Regions from separate parts of the Ovis aries genome. Here region 1 is linked to region 2. The links are chromatin contacts, called in public Hi-C maps. All regions are on one chromosome and are shown on one strand. Each heading gives the region's core, a stretch centred on a gene start, on an enhancer-like site or on the middle of the called end of the contact. The rest is flanking DNA. Distances are from core to core; before and after follow the strand shown. Region 1 overlaps LOC121819243. Region 2 has its middle 25 kb from the start of ATXN10.

Region 1 (5,586 bases), core at 700-3,199, 410 kb before region 2:
TCATCCTGCCTCTCTGTCCCCCCCCAGGCCTTCACCTCTCTCCACCAGCTGCCACCTGGGCCCCGATGCCTTCAGGCCACAGGCCAGCTGCTCGGGCCTCCCTGCGGTGCGTGGGGAATGAAACGTCCACACGAGCTGGGGCCGTGGACTTCTCCGCTGCCCCAGGAGAGGTGTGGGAGAGGGAGTGCTGGGGGAGGCCCCATGATGTGGGGGCAGGGAGGGGAGGAGGGGAAGGAGGGGGGTCAAGGAGGGGGCAAAGTCCTCTCCAGGATGGGCTACCCTTTGTGTTGGCTCCCCAGAGACCTCAGTGGTCAGCACGCCTTGCTCACCACGCTGCGCTGCCCTGCCCGCCTGGGGCTTGGCTGTGGAATTGACACCCAGGATTTGGGAAGAAGGCAGAGCGCTGGGGTCCAGGCCCACCAGGAACAGGCCCCACCACCTTTAACCCCGGGTCAAGCCCGCAGGGAGAGGGCGTCACTTCCTTCTGAGGGGCCAGGTGTCCGGTGTGTAGGCGGCCACTTTGCTCTTGTTAAAGTGGACCTGTGTGTGTGAGGCAGATGGCAGAGGACCTTGGGCGGGCCCTGGGCCAGGTCTGCTTCCCTGGCCACAGGGAAGGGAGTCCAGAACTCCAGCCGCCCCTTCTCTGCAGCCCCATCCCCTCACCAAGGGCAGAAGGACACCCCGGGGGGCAGGACAGCTGCAGGCCCCCCTGGGGTGCACAGGCCTGGTTGCGACTCCAGCTCTGTCCTGGCCTCCTGTGTGGCCTGGGGACGGTCACTGAGTTTCTCTCAGCATCAGTGTCCACACCCATGACATGGGCTCAGGACTGCAGCCCCCTGCCTAAGGACCAGAGACATTGCCCCGGCACATGGTGTTCCCAGTGGGGGCTGACTCGGGAGTATTTACACCAGTGGCTGGAGCCTTCCACTCCCTTCCCTGGGAGAGTGACCCCTGCCATGGAGACCTGGTCGCCACGGAGATGCGCAGGAGCTGGGGCTGTCTTTGCAGCAGACAACCTAAGAGGTCCTGGGTCCTTGAGGCCAGAGGCACTTGGTGCTGTCAGGGCAGATGAACTTGGGCCACCAAGCAGGAAGCCAGGTAGAAGGCAGCCTTGGGTTCAAGAACCGCTGAGACTGTGGTGGGATTGGAGGCCCTTGAGCAGACCAGACCTGAAGGCCCTCTCCTCCTGGCCCATCTCAGACCTCCAGATGTCCAGGCTCTAACATGTAACTGTAGCTGGTGCCAACCTCTCCTCTTCTAGAGAGACTAGCTGAGCTCAGCCCCTTACCCAACTGACGCGGGGACTCCCCTAGGCCCCCAGCCCCCCGAAAGCCCACCCTGGACCCTCAGACCCTGCCTGATCCGGAAGGTACAACACGGCAGAAACCCATCTCTGCTAAATGACACGGATGGGTGTGAAGTCTCTCCAGGCCACCCTGGTCCTACAGCAAGAGCCAGACCCTGCCCTCCCCTCTCAGCCTGGCGTCTGCGGCCTCCACGTCAGGCCCCTCTGCCGGGGCCGCCCCCATCGTGGGGTCTCCATCCTCCTAGGCACAGGGACTGCCTCCCTTCCTGCATTAAGTGTGGCCTCAGGCCCGCAGGCAGTGCCTGGAGACAGGTGGCAGATGTAGCAGGCAGCCCTACCCCTCACTGGGGTGCTGCGGGTGAGGAGGGGGCACCGATGGGGGGCAGGACACTGCCAGCTGGGTCACCTGGGGCCATGCAGGGGGCCACCCTGCCTGGGGCGTGGGGGAGTGGCAAGGGGTGGGGCAGTGAATGCTGCCCAGTCATTCGTCCACAGGAAGCTCTCCTGGGGCCCTCCCCCCTGGGCTGACCTTGAACCCCAGGCTTCTGGCCCCGGGTGGGGTCAGCCCCTTCCACGGCCGCCGCGGTGGAGGGCCCTGGCTGGCCGCTATGGCCTTCTCCCGCCACACGGTGTCGCTGTCGGGGACGCTCAGTGCGATGGCAGGGGCCGCCCCTCAGGGCCCAGCCAGGCCCGCCCTCTGGCCAGCCGGGGAAGGGGGCACGGAGGTGGGTGAGAGCAGGGCTGGGCCCAGGGGCAGGGAGGGGGCCGGGCCAAGGAGCTGAAGGAGGTGCTCAGCCTCTCGGGGCGGAGGCCACGCTCGCAGGCAGAGCCCAGGCTGGCTGGGAGGGTGGGGGTCGGTGGGGGGGTGGTGCTTCCTCCTTAAACATGATTACAAAACACGTCTTAGGACCTGGCGGCATAGACGCATGTACTCCAAGGTGGTTTCATTGCTATGGATGCCATGTGTTGAATCGTACGTATTATTATACAGTCACAACATATATCGTATATTACGTGTAATATATAGTCAGTATCATTGTATTCCTTTTTCCTTCAAACTTTAAACGGAGTTAAAGTGAGACTTTCTGTTGTCACGAACAGTATGTGGGCCTTGGTGCTGTGCCTGCCCTGCCGATGGACAGACTAGCCCTGTGGCCCTGAGTGTCCCCTGAGACGCTGGACCCTTGTCAGCTCACCTGAGTCACCTCAGCCCTGGGGGGCGGCCTGGTCACTCCATGCCCACGTGGCCAGGTGGGCCCTCGCTCAGTCCTGGTCTGTAGGGTCTAAACGCTGGGCTGGCTCTGCCATCATCTCTCTCAGGGTCCAAGGTCAGCGGCGGCCCCTGTGAACCTTAAGGCCCATGGTTTCTCAAAGGCCCCCCACCTTGGACACCCCAGAAGCCCCTCAAGTCCCCTGGTGAGTCGCCTCCCAGGAAGGGCAGGAATGCGCAGACCTCTCCCCGGCGGGACACAGCTGCACTCGGCCTATCGCAGCAGGCAGAGAGGTCCAAGGGAGGCCTGGCTTCTGCACACTTGGGGACAGGGGATCACCTCCAGGGTTGCGGTCTTCTGCTCTCCCCCAGCACTCACCCACATCTCTGAGCATGGTCCTGGTCTCCCCTGGGGGGCAGGGGGCTGACAGTCTGGGGGCCCCAGCCTGCTCTCCACCCTGCTCACCTGCTGGCCAGACCCAGGGCCCACGATGGGCCAGGAGCCACTCCCTGGTTAGGCAGCAGGTGGCAGCAGGCGCCCAGCTTCGGACCAGGGCCCTCACTCCCTGACCTGGCTCCACTACCCCCGCTGAGCAGTCTCAACTGCTAGCTCCTTCCATCCATCAAACAGCCCCTACGAAGGGGGGTGGGGAAACTGAGGCTTGGTGAGCAGAGCAACTGCCCAGACCTCTGCTCCTGAAGCCTGGCCCGTTTTGCCACCTCCCAGAACCTCCCAAAGTAGCTGCTTTGCCCACCCTGACTTCATCCAGTTTGTTTTGGGATTCAACTGCTTCTGCACATTACTGGTGACTAGGTGGTCAGAGAAGGCAATGGCACCCCACTCCAGTACTCTTGCCTGGAACCTCCCATGGACGGAGGAGGCTGGTAGGCTGCAGCCCATGGGGTCACGAAGAGTCGGACACGACTGAGCGACTTCACTTTCACTTTCATGCATTGGAGAAGGCAATGGGAACCCACTCCAGTGTTCTTGCCTGGAGAATCCCAGGGACAGGGGAGCCTGGTGGGCTGCCATCTATGGGGTCGCACAGAGTCGGACATGACTGAAGCGACTTAGCAGCAGCAGCAGGTGGTAGGTACCACCCTCCCCCGTGCCCCTTGGGCACACATTTGAGGCCCTGTTGGTCTCTGGGGTCAGCCAGTTGGTGACAGAGGAGAGGCTGGAAGTCGGTTGCCTGGAAGGTAGAGAACGTTGCAGGGTGAACCAGGTGTCACCTCCTCCAGGAAGCCATCCCCGATTGCAATGCAGGGCCCAGGGCTCTTCGGGGCTTTCCTAGCCCCTGGGCTGCCGTCATCATGGTGCTGACCACAACAGGTGGCTGTTGTGTGTCTGGTCTGCTCCCTACCAGGCCATGAGCTCTGATGATGATGCTCCATGACTGCAGGGCCAGACACAGCAAGAGTGCCAGGAGGGTATCCACAGTCACGGTCAGCTGAGACAGACATGGGCTCCCGTGGCCAAAGGTGGTGCTGAGCTGCAGACATTCAGAGAGGGGCTGTGCACTCAGCACCACGGCAGGCAGGAGGGGCGGGGACGAGTCCAGGTGGGAGCCCAGTGCCCAGAAGGGCAGAGCGGCTGCTCCGAGCAGCTCTTAAATCTTGCCGTAGGAGTGGGGATGGAGAGACAGGAGGGACACACAGGGTGTCCAGGGAGCACAAGCAGCCGGATTCTGCTGCTGACCGACCCAGGGTGATGAAGAGGAGGTGGGCAGTGCCTCTCCTCGATGACCCACACAGCCAGCAAGCTGCAAACTCCTACACAGGTGTCAAGACCCAGCTCATATGGCCCCTGGTTTAGAAAGCCCTCCCTGCCCCTTGGGGGTCCCTGCTCTGGGTTCCCACCCTGACCCACAGTGCAACCGCAGCTCTGCAAGGGCAGCCAGGCCACAGACAGGTGTCGGGGTGCTGGCCTCACAGGTGTGGCCACGCAGGGCTGGGGCCCTGCAGGACCCAGGCAGGAGGCTCAGGATGGGCGAGGGACTGGGGCTGAGATCGCAGACTGGGGCTGTCATCATGGCTGCAGGAGGGCAGGGGGTCCCTCCACAGCCCCAGGCTGCTGCACTCAGGCTGAGGGCACGCCAGGCTCAGCCCACCTCTCCCCGCTCCGGGACCCTGGCGGCATCAGGAGCCTCCTCTGGCCTTGTCACAGGGTCCCTGTCCCAGACCCTGCCCAGGATCAGCCTGAGCCTTGTCTGTCCTGCAGCTGGGGGCCCCTGAGCTGTCGTCTGCACTTCCTGTGCCACAGACAGGAGCCAGCCCGCAAGGCGTCGTGGGGTGACGGGGGTGCTGCTCCAGCCGTGGGTGCAGGGGTGGGCAGTGGACCCAGGCATGGCAGCCCCTCCCCAAGGGTACTCTGAGTCAAGGCGACGGGTCTCTTCAACACCTGGGCTGGTGGCATGGGGACAGGCCTGCAGCAGCCACTGGCAGAGAGCCTGAGACCCCAGCAGAAACTGGGTGGACACTGGGAAGGCAGTCAGACCGGAGATGAACCCCCGACGTTAAGGGCTACTCGGGAAACCGTCCTGAGGGCGCTGGGGACTTCCGGACTCCAGTCAGGCACTGGGTCTGAGGTGGCATCAGGGGCAGGGCCCTGGACTGTGCTCTGAGTGGCTGACTGGGATCCACACCACCTGCAGGGGGGCCTGTGGGGGCCTCCACCAACCTGGGGGCCCAGGGACGCCTCTGGAGCCCAGGTCCCACAGCTTGTGCTCAAATGGGGTGTGAGATGGGTGGGGGCTGGGGTCCAGGACTGCACCCACCAGGAGGGCCTGAAGGCGGCCGGGATGGCAGACGAGGGTGTGCTGAGCCCCCAGCAGCCTGGAGGTGGCCCCCCACTCAAGCCAGACCCACGCCTGCAACACCAACATGCATGCCCTCCAGCGCCCAGCCCCCGGGCTCCCAGAACGAACAGGGCCGACTCCAGTTCCACGATGAACAGCTTTATTGAGCTCCAGGTGTGCACGCCACAGCCTCCCGCCTGCCTGCCTGGCCACCCAGTCGCCTGCTGCACGCGGGGGCGGACCCTCCGTGGACGTCACTGGGCCCCTCAAGG
Region 2 (5,730 bases), core at 2,088-4,587:
TGCAGGAATGATGGTTGGCCTCTCTGAAACTCAGCTGCTTTATCTGTGGACCCGGGAGATGGAACGCCTCTGCCTCTTCCTGGGGCTGAAAGGGCTCTGACCATGCAGGCCAGTGCTGGGGGCGGTGGGGGTGACCCCCTTGTCCTCCCACACCCCCCTTGAGCAGGGGAGGGTGGCCACTGCTCTAGCGTTAGCCCTCAGCTCTTGGTTGCCCTCAAAGCTGAGTGTGGCTGCCACAAATGCAATGTGCCCAGCGGACCCCACAGGCCACCTGCCGTCCCCCCTCTGGGACACCCCCAGTTGCAGGATCCCTCACCCATGTGCCTCAGAACCGGAGCCAGCAAGCTCAGGAGGACATTTGGGCACTACTTTCAACCAGCACCCCAAGTCCCCTTCCTCTGGGACACAGGGACTCTTCCCCAAGCCCCCTACCCTGCCACCAAGGCCCCTGGGACCTGCCCCTACCAAGGCTGACAATTAGCGTGGGACAGGCCCTCCGCAGCCTAAGTATGACCTCCTGACTGGGGGCTGCCAGGTCTGTGAGTCTGTATCACCGACTGTCCCCAGGCACCGCTGCCTTGAGCCCCTGGGGTTCAAGAGGGGTTAGAGTGGCTTTGCTTTCAGAGGCCTTAGGGTCTGACAGGAAGCTTCCTCTCCTCTTGTCAAGCCCCCCCAATGACACCACACCTCCCTGGGATTGCTCCCTGGCTTCCTGAGCCTCTGCAAACTTTTCTTCATTCTTCAAGACCCACCTCAAAAGCCACCTCCTCCAGGAAGCCTCCCCTGGCTCCCCCACCGCACCTCGTTCCCAGGCACCTCTGGCTCACATGTGCCCAGGGCTGTGACTTTTCCCGTCTCCCCTCACAACAGCTCCTCCTGGCAAGGAGTGTTAATTTGACTGATAAACACTCATCCTGCTCCTGGCTGATGATTCACTGTCCTCACCTTGGCTGTCCAGACTAGGCTCCCAGAGCCCAGAACTGCACTGGGAGCTTCCCTCCAATCTGCTGGAAGGCAAACGATTTCTTCTCCTTGGTCTAAAGGAAAGGGGTAGATGGTGGGGGGGTGGGGGGCTTGAAGTGCCTCCGCATTTAATGTTCCAAGGAGGCTCTGCAGGTGTCCAGTACCCAGAGCAGGGCCAGGAGGTGGACTGGTGCCAACTTAGCCCAGATTCTCTGGGCTCCGGCTCCTCTCGCTGTGGTAAGGCTGGCAACATGCACAAAACCTCCAGGCAACTCTGACAACCACTGTCGTAGGTAAGTGCTGTGACCGACCCGGTTTTATGGAGGAGGACAGCATGGCACAGAGAGGGTAAGCAACTTGCCCAGGGCACCCAGCTCTGGAGGTGCAGGAGCCCCCATGCATGAGCGCGCTCTTGGCAAGCACCCCAGGAGCGGCCCTGCAGTAACAGACCTGGCCCCAGTCTCACGCTCACTAGTGGCAATGATCACAGGCATGTCATCCTGAGAGAACATGGGTACAGGGGTGAAGTGGGGGGTTTTCTCCGAAGGTGGTCTGGGGAGAAGGGCCAGAGGCAAAGCCCAGCTGGGTGGGTTCACCTCTCGCTCACCTCCACCGGGACCCCGCAGGCCTGGTGGGCACCTGAAGAGAAAATGCTGACTCACTTGGCGGGCAGAAATAATAGGAAATAGTGAGAAGCCAGGACACTCCCTCGTGTTGCAACCTCAGCCTCCCGGGGGTGTTCTGGCCTTGCCTGGCCACCAGCTCCGCACTCCCCCCGGGTTTGCATCAAGGCCGGGGCCCCTCACCGCCTCCTGCCAGCACCCCTGCCTGTGCCACGGAGTCTGGCCACTGCAAATGTCCCCGTGAAAATGGACATAATCGCGGGGCAGACAGTGCGCCTTAGCCTCTGCTCAATCTGTTTGTCAAGCCAGCCAGCGCTTTGTGTTTAAGTCAAACTATCCTTAATGCATTTTCCATTCTCTACAAAACCCACAGCCACCAATTAAAAGGAAAAAAAAAAAAAAAACCCACGAAGCACAGTTCTCTTGCCTGGTTTCTCATTCTCTTTGATCCATTAAAATCTGAGAGCGAGTCCTCCTTCGACTCAAGAGTGAGGCCAAGAGGGAATAATTATCCATAAAGTGGCCATCCGAGTGTTTGCCTTGCGATGAAAGAAAACTTTTGAGAACTTGGGATAAAGACGGAATAAGTCTCTCCAGCCTCCATCAATAATAATATTAATGAATTAATGATTTACTCGAGGGCTATATGTCTATTTGCTTTGCTGTTCATAAGCCTACATCGTTTCCTTAGAAACCTCGACATCAGCCCAAACTTCATCTCTCTGAGAACTAAAGGCTCCTCTCAAGGAGAGGCACACAGCTTCTTTTGCTTTTTTCAATGTTTGCAAAGGGGGAAATGATGAATTGATTTATTCTAAAGGAGCCATTTTTCTTCTTTCCTTTCCTTCCCATTACCATTGAAATCTGACATTTGAAACACCTACTGTATCAACATCTAATTCCACCACCTTCCTTCCCAACAAAGCCTTCCGTCTTAACCAAATAACACGGCTTTCACCAACGTATGCCATTTATTTAGATACGTGTATGTGCGCACACACGCACCCACATACATACACATACAGATATGCCATCCACCTCTCGCTGACAAATAAAAACGTTGGTTTATTTTCTTTGTTGACTTTCAAAACTTTACTATTCTCGTTGCCTGTATTCAGCACCATCAGGACTTAATAAGTGCTCTCAAAGCCTTGGTGGATGAACATGGAAGGTTCTGGATTTGCCGAGTAAAAAGCCCATGTATCCACACTAGCTCAAAAGGCAGCAAGTCAGATTGCCTTGGTGCAAATATATGTAAAGGAATCTGGTCAGACAGAGGGATACAGATGGCTAAGAACTGAGTGAATATAGATTCAGTTTCACACCCAACTCAATAACATTTTTTTCCACTGCTGCTGAGAATATACTTAAAAGAAGAGTTTGTAATTTTCCTTTTGAAGAGCAAGTTATACAAGAAATGGCAGAGATGGGAGGGGAAGTCTGCTTGCTGGGGAAAAACTAAAGGGAAAATTTGACATTTTCCAACAAGCATAAATCTGGGAGGTCAAGACAGTCTCCCCTCACATCAGTGAATGTCTTTATAATTTTATAGGTTTCTCCTATTCTGCAGTAGCTGCCTTATCTTGGGCTTGAGGAGCACAGGTTATGGTTGAGGTGAGACTCAGCAGTGCGGGTGACTCAAGCAGGGGGCGCTTGCCTAACCTTCAACCAAATGAGGGTGTCCTAGGGGATGACTTTGGGCAGCCTTTGCTCTAGTTGGCTGGACTGGATGCTGTAATAGCCAAGGGGCAGGGTTCATTTGGCTTGAAAGGGTTGGAAAGGCATTACCTGGACATCGGTTGAGTGAGGTCTAGGCAGGTCCACCGGTGGAGGGAGAAGTCATTATTTTACGGCAAATTTCAGACTCCAAAACTATCACTTCCCTTCCCGCATTGGCAAAACCCACCAGGAGCAAACAACCAGCCCGTGTTAACCCCTTCTGCCCACCAGCCCGTCTGCTCCTTGCCTGATGGTTGCAAATGCCAATGAGATTTCACTTCTTAGCTACGCAGTGGTCAGTTAGCCTGAGTGTTTAGAATGTAAACTTAGGGTGAGTGGCTCCAACCCTCATGATACCAGATTTAATATTGTTAGAGTCACATAGTGGAGAAATGAAAACTCACTTTGCAATGACCCACTTTATTGACAACCAAGTGTCCAGTTTTTTTTCTGAAATGAACTGGGCATTTGAAGTTTTAGTCTGGGAATGCTAGAACCTTCCAAATGGAATCCAGTTGGCCTGGGGCCCAAGCCATGAGAATCACTAGAACTTTCCACTACTTTTATCAGACATGGCCCGCCCTTGTCTGCCTCTTGACTCTGGTTTAGAGGGAGTGAGGCCACCTTGCTTGAATGTTAGAAGGGAAACCTGAGACTAACCTGTTCCGTCTCTGGACAGCTCAGGTTTTCCAGTAAAAAACGTGGCCAATACTTTTCATAAACCGTTCTCATACTAGGGCGGCCTTCCTGAAGTGAGGTGCCCAGCAAGGGAGTGGTGGGTAATCACTGGCCATGGTTACACAGAGGCAAGGAGGCTGGAATATCACCATCGACTCTTCCCAGACACAACCCAGCCCTCTCCATCGGATGTGCACCCGTCGGACCTGCCGCCAAGACGTCCAGAAGCAAGGCCTTGGAAGGTTCTGGAAGCTCCTGCGGGTGACTCCTGTCTCAGCTTCTAACTAGACCTTGCGATCCTGCAGAAGTCTCCTCTCACTCTGCGTCACCTCTGAACTGGACGGGCTGACTTGGCCACACTCCGAAGGGCATCAAAACCAGCTGCTTACAATCACTCGGTCAAGGGAATGCTCCTTGCTCTGCTGCTGTTCATCCAGTTGGGTTAAACTCATGCAGAGAGGGGATCGTCAACATTTCTATCCAGATATAGGGACACAAGGGCATCTCTGGTGGCTCAGCAGTAAAGAATCCATCCGCCTGCAGTGCAGGAGCAGCAGGAGACACGGGTTTGATCCCTGGGTTGGGAAGATCCCCTGGAGGAGGGCATGGCAGCCCACCCCAGTATTCTTGCCTGCAGAATCCATGGAGCCTCGTGGGCTGCAGTCCATGGGGTCACACAGAGTTGGACACGACTGAGGCGACGAAACACGCGCGCCTGCATAGTAACATGTGACGAGGGGGTCCCTGAGCCCCTTGGCAGCCTGTAATTGTCCTCAGCGCTACTGGGGCCTAGCTCCAGAATGAAAGCACAGGGTCCCCGCAACTAGAGAAAGCCGGCGTGCAGCAACAGAGACCCAGCGAAGCCCAAAATCAACAAATAAATAAATAGAAAAAAAAAAACAGCGCAGTGGAAGGCCGACTTGGAGACCTCTGTCCAGCCCTCTGCCACCTGGGTGAGTGGCACTGTCCTTTCCTGGTGCTTTTCCTTGGGGAATCTTGTCCTTTTTTCTTAAAGACCCAGTTATGTAAACTTCAGACGCTGGAGAAAAAAAAAAAAAAAGACCCAATGTAAACAAAGCAGGTGGTTTTAGCATATAGTGTCTTGATTAAACTCCATCTGTGAACGGATATTTTTAAAAGTACTGAGAAGCCCTAGAGCAGAGGGTGGGATTCCCTGGTAGCTCAGCTCGTAAAGAATTTGCCTGCAATGCAGGAGACCTGGGTTCAACCCCTGGGTCGGGAGGATCCCCTGGAGAAGGAAATGGCAACCCACTCCAGTATTCTTGCCTGGAGAACCCCATGGACAGAGGAGCCTGGCGGGCTGCAGTCCCTGAGGTCGCAGAGAGTCGGACACGACTGAGCTCACACACAGCACAGAGGGGTTCGGGGCGGAGCCTGACCCTCGTCCACACCCCCGGCACAGGCTGGCTCCGCCGCCGCTGCTGCTCTGGGACCTTGGCTCCACTACGCAACCTCTCTGTGCCTCGGTTTGCCCACCACCCTTCTGTGGTGCAGGATTTTTGCACTCCACCCGGCTTTCCCCAGCTTCACATGGGTGACCTGGTCTGTGCTGGGCCAGGCTTGGTCCTGCGGTCAGCACTTCTGCAATGAAGCCTGACTCAGTCAGTGGGAGGAAGGACCCTCACTCCTGGGAAGTGGTGATTAGCTCGCTGCTTCTCCAGACTGAGGCCTTTATCAGCCCGATCCCTCCTGGAGTCTTAGTTTCCATGACTAATATTTCCCAAGG

The links. Hi-C and Micro-C count contacts between places; a contact is called where the count stands out from the background.
Region 1: a contact with region 2 is called in a Hi-C map of liver, with 5 times the contacts expected there. The contact joins two enhancer-like sites. A contact is called at or near these places in 2 of 16 Hi-C or Micro-C datasets (liver and tail adipose tissue).

Annotation. Positions count from the first base shown.
Region 1 is chr3:222,322,139-222,327,724 of ARS-UI_Ramb_v3.0, reverse strand. LOC121819243 reads right to left here. Exons shown (of 5, transcript XM_042247879.2): 5 at 5,458-5,586. MIRLET7B (microRNA let-7b) reads right to left here; the gene lies at 5,582-5,586. Among named protein-coding and RNA genes, the nearest start is that of MIRLET7B, 2.9 kb to the right of the region's middle. Within about 2 kb of position 1,949, at least 9 of the 54 cell types and tissues checked have an H3K27ac peak or open chromatin away from gene starts, as enhancers often do. A contact at or near this core is called in liver, where this site is marked.
Region 2 is chr3:221,909,053-221,914,782 of ARS-UI_Ramb_v3.0, reverse strand. No RefSeq gene overlaps it. Among named protein-coding and RNA genes, the nearest start is that of ATXN10, 25 kb to the left of the region's middle. Within about 2 kb of position 3,337, at least 1 of the 54 cell types and tissues checked has an H3K27ac peak or open chromatin away from gene starts, as enhancers often do. A contact at or near this core is called in liver, where this site is marked.